2 separate regions of the Mus musculus genome follow, and region 2 is linked to region 1. A link is a contact called in public Hi-C data. All regions are on one chromosome and are shown on one strand. Each heading gives the region's core, a stretch centred on a gene start, on an enhancer-like site or on the middle of the called end of the contact. The rest is flanking DNA. Distances are from core to core; before and after follow the strand shown. Region 1 overlaps Ebf1 (early B cell factor 1). Region 2 has its middle 100 kb from the start of Gm22284.

The links. Hi-C and Micro-C count contacts between places; a contact is called where the count stands out from the background.
Region 2: a Hi-C map of cerebellum shows a contact between it and region 1, with 3 times the contacts expected there. The contact joins two enhancer-like sites. A contact is called at or near these places in 1 of 15 datasets of contacts at CTCF or cohesin (large pre-B cells), 6 of 484 Hi-C or Micro-C datasets (cerebellar granule neurons, cerebellum, cortical neurons and 2 more), 1 of 115 datasets of contacts at active chromatin or transcription factors (large pre-B cells) and 2 of 9 other capture datasets (embryonic stem cells and embryonic tail).

The regions. Positions count from the first base shown.
Region 1 is chr11:44,831,667-44,836,057 of GRCm38.p6, reverse strand. The region is part of intron 6 of Ebf1 (early B cell factor 1); the gene reads right to left. Among named protein-coding and RNA genes, the nearest start is that of Ebf1, 220 kb to the right of the region's middle. Within about 2 kb of position 2,302, at least 23 of the 459 cell types and tissues checked have an H3K27ac peak or open chromatin away from gene starts, as enhancers often do. A contact at or near this core is called in cerebellum, where this site is marked.
Region 2 is chr11:45,537,066-45,541,456 of GRCm38.p6, reverse strand. No RefSeq gene overlaps it. Among named protein-coding and RNA genes, the nearest start is that of Gm22284, 100 kb to the left of the region's middle. Within about 2 kb of position 1,821, at least 23 of the 459 cell types and tissues checked have an H3K27ac peak or open chromatin away from gene starts, as enhancers often do. A contact at or near this core is called in cerebellum, where this site is marked.

The sequences.
Region 1 (4,391 bases), core at 1,053-3,552:
CCAGATGAAAAGGGCCTACCACTGCAGCTGATGTTCAGTATAAAATGCCCTCCTCTCCCTTTCTCTGCACTGGGTTTTCCTAAATGGAGAATGATATCTGCAAGCCTTTTATGATAATGCACCAGTTTAATCTACACCAAATTATCCTCTTTGCTGATTTTTTATTTTATTTTATTTTATTTTATTTCATTTACTTATTTAGGCTAGTACTCCAAAAATGCATGGCCTTAGTGCTCAGGGTCAGAGAGACACTGTTACATTGTAGAAGTGTAAGACACACGGTTACATTGGAGAAGTGTAAGAACCCCCAGCAAACCAATGGGCTTTGGGCATGTACCTCTTTGAAGTCTCACCCTCTACTGAGCATTCAGCTATGTTTACTTTAGAGGGTCCTCCTGCCCTTCCCATCCCTGGCTCCAGAAGGTATCAAGAAAAAGAAACTCAGGTAAGCCAATAAAAGTCACTCTCTGGACCTTAGCTCTTTTCTTCGTGAGGACTCCAGGGAGCTGGAATGTCATTTATTATTTACGTGTACCTGAACGGGTTAATCTTTCCCTTTCCTTATTTTGACAGCAATGTTTATCTTTTGAAAAGACTAGCAGAGCCTCATTGTGGCACTGGAGTGCTAACTGCTAACACATGGGCTCAGCTACATCTCGGCAACAATTTCTCTCATACTTGAACAGGCATCTCAGCCAAGATCAACACTGTGGGTTTGATTTTCCTCATCATGAATTGACAGCTTATTTATCTCCACGGAAGAACGTTGTAAGCCCTTTAGGCACCCAGGCAACTTAGAAGGCATTCAGTGGGCTGTTCAAAAATATTATTGCTTCATAAAAAATAGACTAAATTATTTTATTACTGTTAGACTGCTCTCTCTTTAAAGAGACATTTTGGTGACTCTAGCTTATGACAGTAGTTTATAAATACGAGAGAGAGAGAGAGGGAGAGAGAGAGAGAGAGAGAGAGAGAGAGAGAGAGAGAGAGAGAACATGAGCAACTTTCCAACTGGTATTATATTTGGATAACTTCTTTGGACCTATGCTAGACTGTAAATATGAAGTTTGGGGACAGTGAAAAACTTTGATGGAGTCCCTTTGTCCTAGTGCTCCGGAAGCTTCGTTAGAATAATTAGGAAAGCAGTTGTTTCTGTCTGCCATATCTTGCTTTGGAAATAATGGTACCTGATAATGTCTGTAAGACCAACATAGACTTCACAGCTCACTACCCCTGAGCAAGCGCCGAATCTCACCTAATCTCATTCTCTCTGTTCCTACAGTCTCGTGCCGACATGGGTCTTGTGGGTCCCTTCCCTGCCTGCATTTTTCAGGGAGAGAAATAAAGCGTCACATTTCCTAGATTATATATTTCTACTTTCACGACTTTGAGCAGATTCACATATTCTTCAAGTACAATAGACACGAAGAGAAAATCTCCACCTTATGGAGGTTGAAAGCCCAACACCTGGCTCTCTTCAGCCTGTTCACATCTTTTCACTCACTCTTTCCTGGTGCCTGCCTAACTGTCCACTCTGCCCGGGGTTAGCATTAGATCTGTTCCCATCTGATGACTGAATGTTTTGTGCATGGATGTCTGGGATAGGGTAGTTGGCACTTCTGTGCTCTCAGTAAGCACAGTGGGGAGTGTGTAACCCGGAGGTGCCTATGTGTCTCTGCTGTGGACAGCTATCCTGCAGTTGTACACAACATGTTAGCTTGAGGAGAATGCCAGTGTAAGACCAGTGTAGCCAGGAAGCTGCTTGGAAGCAAGGCCAAGTTCAATTGGAAATACTCTAACATCTGATGAATGGTAGGAGGAAAAAACACCAATATCACAAAAGCCCACAGAAAGAAGTTATACAGAAGGGAATATTATATGGCAGACAACATGGGGAATCAAAAAGAAAATTTCAAACTTCTCTGGAGCTTTCATAGAGGGTCTGGATAAGTACTCACTCTTAACTAACTGGGGTGCTATGAGAGAGACAAATGATGAAAAGATAGAAGAACAAGCTGGAGCCACACTGGAACCTTGGGCCCTTGCAGATGGATATTCCACTGTGCCTCCTTCAGCATCCTGCACTGGCTCACAAGGGTTATAAACATAACCACCTAAAAACAGCCGCTTTGGAACTGTGGGAAAGCCTCTGAACGATGGGCAAATGAGGGGGTCTGCTGGAAATGAGAAGGAAGGAATTCTAGAGGATGTACTGTCAGTTTGCCCGCAGAGATGATTAGCCCACTCTGTATACACACGCACTCGCCTCTTCCCACACTCCTGCCCAGCATGGCTTTAACATATGTACATATTTGTTCAGTGGGATCCTTCAAAAGTCTTCTCCTTTAGAGTCATTTTCAAATATTCCTCAAACACGACGCAGATCAAAATGGAATATACAAAGTCAGGTAATGTCCCCGGCATCAAATTAAAATAGCTAAGTGGCCAACAGATGGCAGCTTAGACAAATCACTTGCTGATGTAAATAAGCCCGGCGGTTGGCTCGGCGGTGCGCAGTTTTCTAGACAGAAGTTGACTGCTAAACGAAGTCAGCTTCAGAGCCCAGTTGTTTGTACAGCGAATGGGGAAATTACAAAAACACAAAAATGCCTCCTTTGTTCCTGGAACCCAGGGTGATTCACAAGCGCGGACATCCCCGGGTCTCCTGATTTTAAATTACTAAGGTGGAAATGTCACTCACCCAGAAGGGTATTGATTAAAATAAAGAGCAGGAAGGTTTTTCTGCATGAACCTCACTTCTGCCGGCGATATTACATCATTTAGATACTGAAAGGAAAGAAAAGGGGATAGGGGGAAAAAAAAGAGCCAGAGAAGTGAGGAAGGTTCAGACCAGACTGGGAATAAATAACACAAAGAAGCTTTCTGGCCTGAGGGCAGAGGCAGAGGTTGGCATTATTTTACATTAGAAACACTTCGTATTCAAAACGGTAATTGATAGCTGTGGTGTGTTGGGGAGGGAAAGAGCCACTCACGTTCAAGCGGGCTGCCCTGCCAATCAAACCCAACCTTTCTTTGAATGAATAAAAGCTTCATTGCCCTATTATGCTGATACAGTCAGACAGGTCTAAAGTAGCCTGTTTGTCAAGTTTATGCCCACTGCCCCAAGCTACCTCTATTTTGAAGCTTAAATACTCCCCTGAAAATCAGCCCTGATTTAGGCTACTGCTATCCTTCTTACTAACACAGTATCAATTTTACCCTGAGCTGGTCCCAGATGGGGGTGGCAGGGCCTCTCTCCTCCTCAATTTTAATAGACGGAGGGAATTTGGCTGCCTTTTGTTTAGCAGCCCGGGTGCTGAAATGTTCTGCAGGCTTTCTGCCCGTGCTGCTGGCTGGCAGCAGCCTGCAGGTGTTGGCCAGGTTCTGTAGTCCCAGCTCTGCATGAAGTCCGCATCCGGAGGAGTCTCCCGCGTCTTCTCTTGTCATTAGGGATTTGGGCTAAATAGACCAAACCTGGCTTGCTAGTAAGCGATCGATAGAAACTGAAGGCCCTGGGTGGGGAGATTTTTGCTTCCTTTGTCCCAATCTTTCAAGTACCTGCGGCAGCAAATAAGTGATCCTAGCTCCCTAGGGACACGGAGGTGGCCCCAGCATCCTCTGGTACCAGCAGCACATGAGGATAGACTTTGGACACTGGGGGCAGCAAGAGCTTAAAGCTGGAAAGGAAGCAGTCCTGTCCACCTGTCTCCACAGGCTGCACACGCCTGTGTCTCCCTGACTCCCTGGTCGCTTCTGCTTAAAAATGCACGCCACAGAACTGCTTTGTGTTTGCAAAGACAGAGTCCTGGGTAACAATGAACATGCAATTGGGCTGAGAATAGATTTATCAGGCTTCAAGGATTATTGTTTGCTGAAGGATGGTACACACATTACTATTTCATAGTTCAGCTATGACATTATTAACCTACTGTGCAAGAATTTTATTGCCAGATTGGTCCATTTATCAAAAATAAGAGAAACTCAAACCCCTATAAGGAAGTTAACATTTCAGGCAGGCTGGGCTTTCACTTGATGCCATTAATCCATCTATTTACACAAGAGTAAGAAATGCTCGTTTAGTTCTGTCTCTTCGTTTGGAGTAAAAGCCACAAGGCAATACTGGATGCAGGCATGCAATTGTCATGCTCATTGTCACAGAAAAAGTGAGTGTTTTTCCCCTTAAAACAAGTTGGAGTCCCTAGAGCCTGCCACATAGTTTGGATTGCAACAAGCTAGGAGCACAGTCCACCCTGAGCTCACTCCAAGCATCTGAACATTTAAATGCGTAAGCTAGAAAAGAGATGTGTGGAGAGAAGTGGTCCCTTTCATTATTTTGTGACAATACAAGATGAAAAATACATAAAGTTTTGTAAAGTAGAAAGGAAAAAAAT
Region 2 (4,391 bases), core at 572-3,071, 710 kb before region 1:
AAGTGGATCTGCGAGTTCTTAGCTAGTGCTCTCTTTCCCTTATCCCATTTTATTAGAGTTTGATTCTCTGGTTCATAATTTTATACTCTCAGATGTTCTCCCATGGCAGGTCTGTGCAGTAAGAGCGGCAAGAACAGGAGAACTCTGGGAATTTGCAAGCTGAGTTGGGAGAGCCTGGCGAAGGCTCATTGCCTCTGTTGAAGAAATGTCCAGGTTTGTTAAATGTGTCTATTCAGAGCTGCCCTGTGGATCAGCCATACACTAGGGTTGACATGATGGAGAACATTGAAGAGTGTCTTCTTCACTCGTAGTTAACCCATCCCAGGCTGTTTTGGTATATTCCCTTATCTGCAGTTGTCAAGAGCAACTTTCCTATGAATACTCCTTGCCTGCTGCTTATGCCAAGGGAGTGGATATTACCAGGGATCAGCTAGGACTTGGAATTTTATAGGATATCTCTGGAATTGGGAGCAGCAATAGACGTACATGCCACTGGGAACCACAGTGGACTTGAACTACGGGCCCATCTATAACTGAGACGGGGAGCCTATGGTTGTACAAAACTATCTGTGGGTCATAGGATTACTGCTATGTATCCCTAACCCCAAATTTCTGGTTCAAGTTCAAGAAAGAAACTCATGACTTCTGCTCAAGGCACACACTGCAAAGTATCAGGGCTGGAAGAGACTAAGCAAGCATAGAATGTTGTTTTATTGACTCTCATTCTGTGTCTATAGTGATGGTGAACACCATGAATTGATGGTAATGTTTCCCCTGGACAGGCTTAGATGTAGCCTCAGGCTCTTCTAATGCACCGTGAGCAGCCATGGAGTTGGTAGAACCTTCAGCTTTGAGCTGGACTCTTTTTTTTTTTTTTAATGGCTGACTCTCACTTGCACTGTGATAATGGAGGTCAGAGGTATCCTGCATGGTCAATAGGAGAGCTTCTTTCTCTGTTGGGTGTAATTAGGAAGGTGTTAGAGGGACCAGAAATGATAGGGTACCAAGCTGGAGTCTCGTCTTGATGCCACAAGAACGTGAGTGATCTTAGGTTAGGCATGACCTCCTCTGACCTTAGTTTGCCTCCCCTGAAATGAAAGGCTAGAGAGGACTGAGAGATGACATGGCTTGCTTTCAGATGTGTGGCCCTGGGACATTTTTTCTGCAATGTTGAGATATTTACATTACTTATGCCCCAATTCTTTGAGGACAGACATGGGACAGTCTCATTGCCACCCTACATACCCATATTCCTCGTAGACATTGGTGGCTCTTCACAGCTCTCTACCTGAACCTGTATGGATTTGACTATAGATGCCTCAGCACACGTTTTGGCAAAGATTATAGACAGCTACTGACAACCTACTGGGGTTTGTAGTTAAAAGTAAATGACAGAGTATAAATGGTATGTAGAAACAGTAACTTTGTGGAGGTGATTGAAAGTCAGGTCTTCACAGAAGGATGAAAGAAGAAACAACAGAAAAAGAAATGAGGAACGAAGATTACCTCGTCTTCAGGAAATTCCGTTTTATTTTGCTTTGGAAAATGCCACCCAGGGCTTCCTAGCTTCAGGCAAAGTCTGCCAGCTCACCTGGAACTTTGCTGCCTTTTCTAGGAATGAAGACCATACTGGAGGAATTCAGGAGTGAGGCTCAGGAAAAACAGAGAGTTGAAAATGGACCGAAATATCAAACAAGGCCAGAGGGCTACATTGCTATTTCAGACCAGTTGCGGTTTGACTGGCCTGAATCTGTGGAGACTTGCTTCCAGGCCTTCAGCTACAGGTTTGGCATTTCATCTGCTAGATGGCGCTGTACTCTAAGGAAAGGCATAGTCAGTCCTGCTTGACTTGGAGCCTGGGGAAGGCAGAACAACTGGGCAAGGCCAGCCTTTGCCCTGCAGCACCAACTCCTTCTGCCGGGGTGCCTCTTACTCTCTTTTCTATCTTTTCTATTTTATTTTGTAGTGTGGTAATGTTGTATGCTAAATCTGATAAGTTACAAGGCCTTTGTATCCTGGACAAAAGTGAGACAAAATGAGAAGTACATACATAAGACACACACACACACATACACACACACACACACACACACACACACACACACACACACACACACACAGAGTGGGGGGCAGAGAGAGGAGGAGAGAGAGAGGCAGAGAGATGGAGAGACAGAGAGAGAGACATACAGAGAGACAGACAGAGAGAGAAAGAGAGAGACAGAGACAGAGAAGAGGAAAGGGGTAGAGGTGATGACATTTAGGTCTCCTTGAAACCTCAACTGGTCTGTGGCCTTAACTTGACCAAAGGCCCTGGAAAATAGAAACAGTTCTCTCTGCATCTTGCCTCCTGAGTTGGATGCCTGGGGCTCCAGCTTTACACTGAAGCCCTCTAACTGAGATCTATCCAAGGCCAAGCTACTACACATAGGCACCAAGATCCAGTTTTCTGTGCAATTTTGATGCTAGGCTGCCAGGCAGGCTCCTGGTGTGCACATGCAGCCAGGGATAGAGTTTGCAACCCCCTTTATGGTATCAGTAGCCAGAAGGAGTGGAAACAATGATAAAGAGGGAGTGTGTAAACCAGGAGGGGACATAATGGCAGCAAGAGGAGAGAGAGGGATAAGGGAGGAGAGGACCAAGAATGGGGGTGAAGGGTGTGGGAAAGGAAGGATCACACAAGGAGGACCAGGCATCCAGAAAGAAAGGGCAGTGGAGAGATGAGGGCACACTGGTGCTGGATGGGAAGGCGGTGGGGGGCAGGAAGAGGTGAGAAGTGGAGTGAAGCTTTTCCAGTAAACATGAAAGCGGAGACACAGACCCAGCAGAGGAGGACAGCTCTGCTGGGCAAACAAGAAAACAGAGAGCGAGAAACGGCTGGGAACTGCAGAACCCCCCCCCCCCCCCCCGACAAGACAAGGTTCCTCAAAGGAGCACAGCCACAGCAGTGAGGATGTTGCAGAAGAAGTTAGTCAGGAGATGGGCAAGGAGACATTGAAGCAGAAAGGGAAGGAGAAGCAAGGGAGCAAGAGAGCAGAGCTGAATTTAGAAAGGGAGAAAAAAAAAGTGAGCAGAAACAATATGTTAAAAGCCTTCATGGGGAGGGCAAAGGCATAGGGAAAGAGCTGTTTATAGAATGTTTACATTAGAGCCTTAAAAACCGGAATGTGTGTCTTGGAGTATAGCCATTGTCTAGGAAACACAGCATGGCTTTTAAGCAAATGGTGGAGTCATCAGGGCCACACAGAGCAGATCACACTGGCCTGCTTTGTGGGCTTGCCCAGAGCTGCCTTCTTGTTGGCGGCCAGCCGGGGATGGAGGCTAGCTACCTGCTGGGCCTGCTGTCTGACAGAGGGCTATCCCTGTTCAGTTCATGGTGCTTTGAGTCCAGACGCATCCGTTCCTCTTGCAGGCTAAGAATTGCATCAGGATGCGGTCCGTTTGAAGCTGCTTCGAGACAGATGTCGGGTAGAGTAAGAGGAGAGACATGGTCAAAGGCATCCTAGGGTGGAGGTGAAAGGACAGGTCCTTGGAGTCTGGTGGCCACAGTTCGGTTCTGAGGTTTCTTTGTTTTTTATTTTATTTTATTATTATTTTTTTTTATCACGCTACCATGTAAACTAGCACATGTCTGTTTGCTGCTTTGAGCCTTTGGTAAGTGATCTATAAACTTTGCATTTTGTGGGGTTGAGAGACAGCTCAGTCAGTCAAATGCTTGGTACCTAAGCGCAAGGCTACAACGTTCAATTCCCAGACCGCTCTTAAAAAAAAACAAAAAACAAAAAAACAAACAAAAAAACAACTGGTGTTGAAGATACTTAGTGCACACTTAGCTCAGCACAGGGAGGTAGAGACTGGCAGATTCTTGGGAATCACTGGTTAGCCAGCCCACCTTGCTCTCTGTACCAAGCCAAGAGATCTTATCCCCAAACCCAAGGTGGATGGCTCCTGAGAAACATCCCCTGAGGTTGACTTCTGGCCTACATGTTCTCTGTTCCCGACATGTACCCCCTTCCCCACATACACATGAATAGCACCTCACCTGCACCCCTCGTTGATCATCACAGCTATCTGTGGTGATGCTGAGAGGCTCAGTGAGCTGATGTATGCGCTTAACAGGGCGACGGTTCCTATTCATGCCCACTCAGTGTTGGCTGGCCTGCTACGTATGATAATGAGGACCAGACAACAGTGTGTGTGTTCTGGGGGATCTGCCCATGAGTGCAGAGGAAGGGGCTTAGATGTGAAGATGTTTGAGCAAGGGAATGCTTTGTACAAAGTGTTCTGTGAGGATAATGAATTACATGGTGGCCTGTGGGCTGTTTGGGAAGTGTGTGTGTGTGTGTGTGTGTATGTGTGTGTGTGTGTGGGGGGGGGCTATGAGAAAAGAGGCA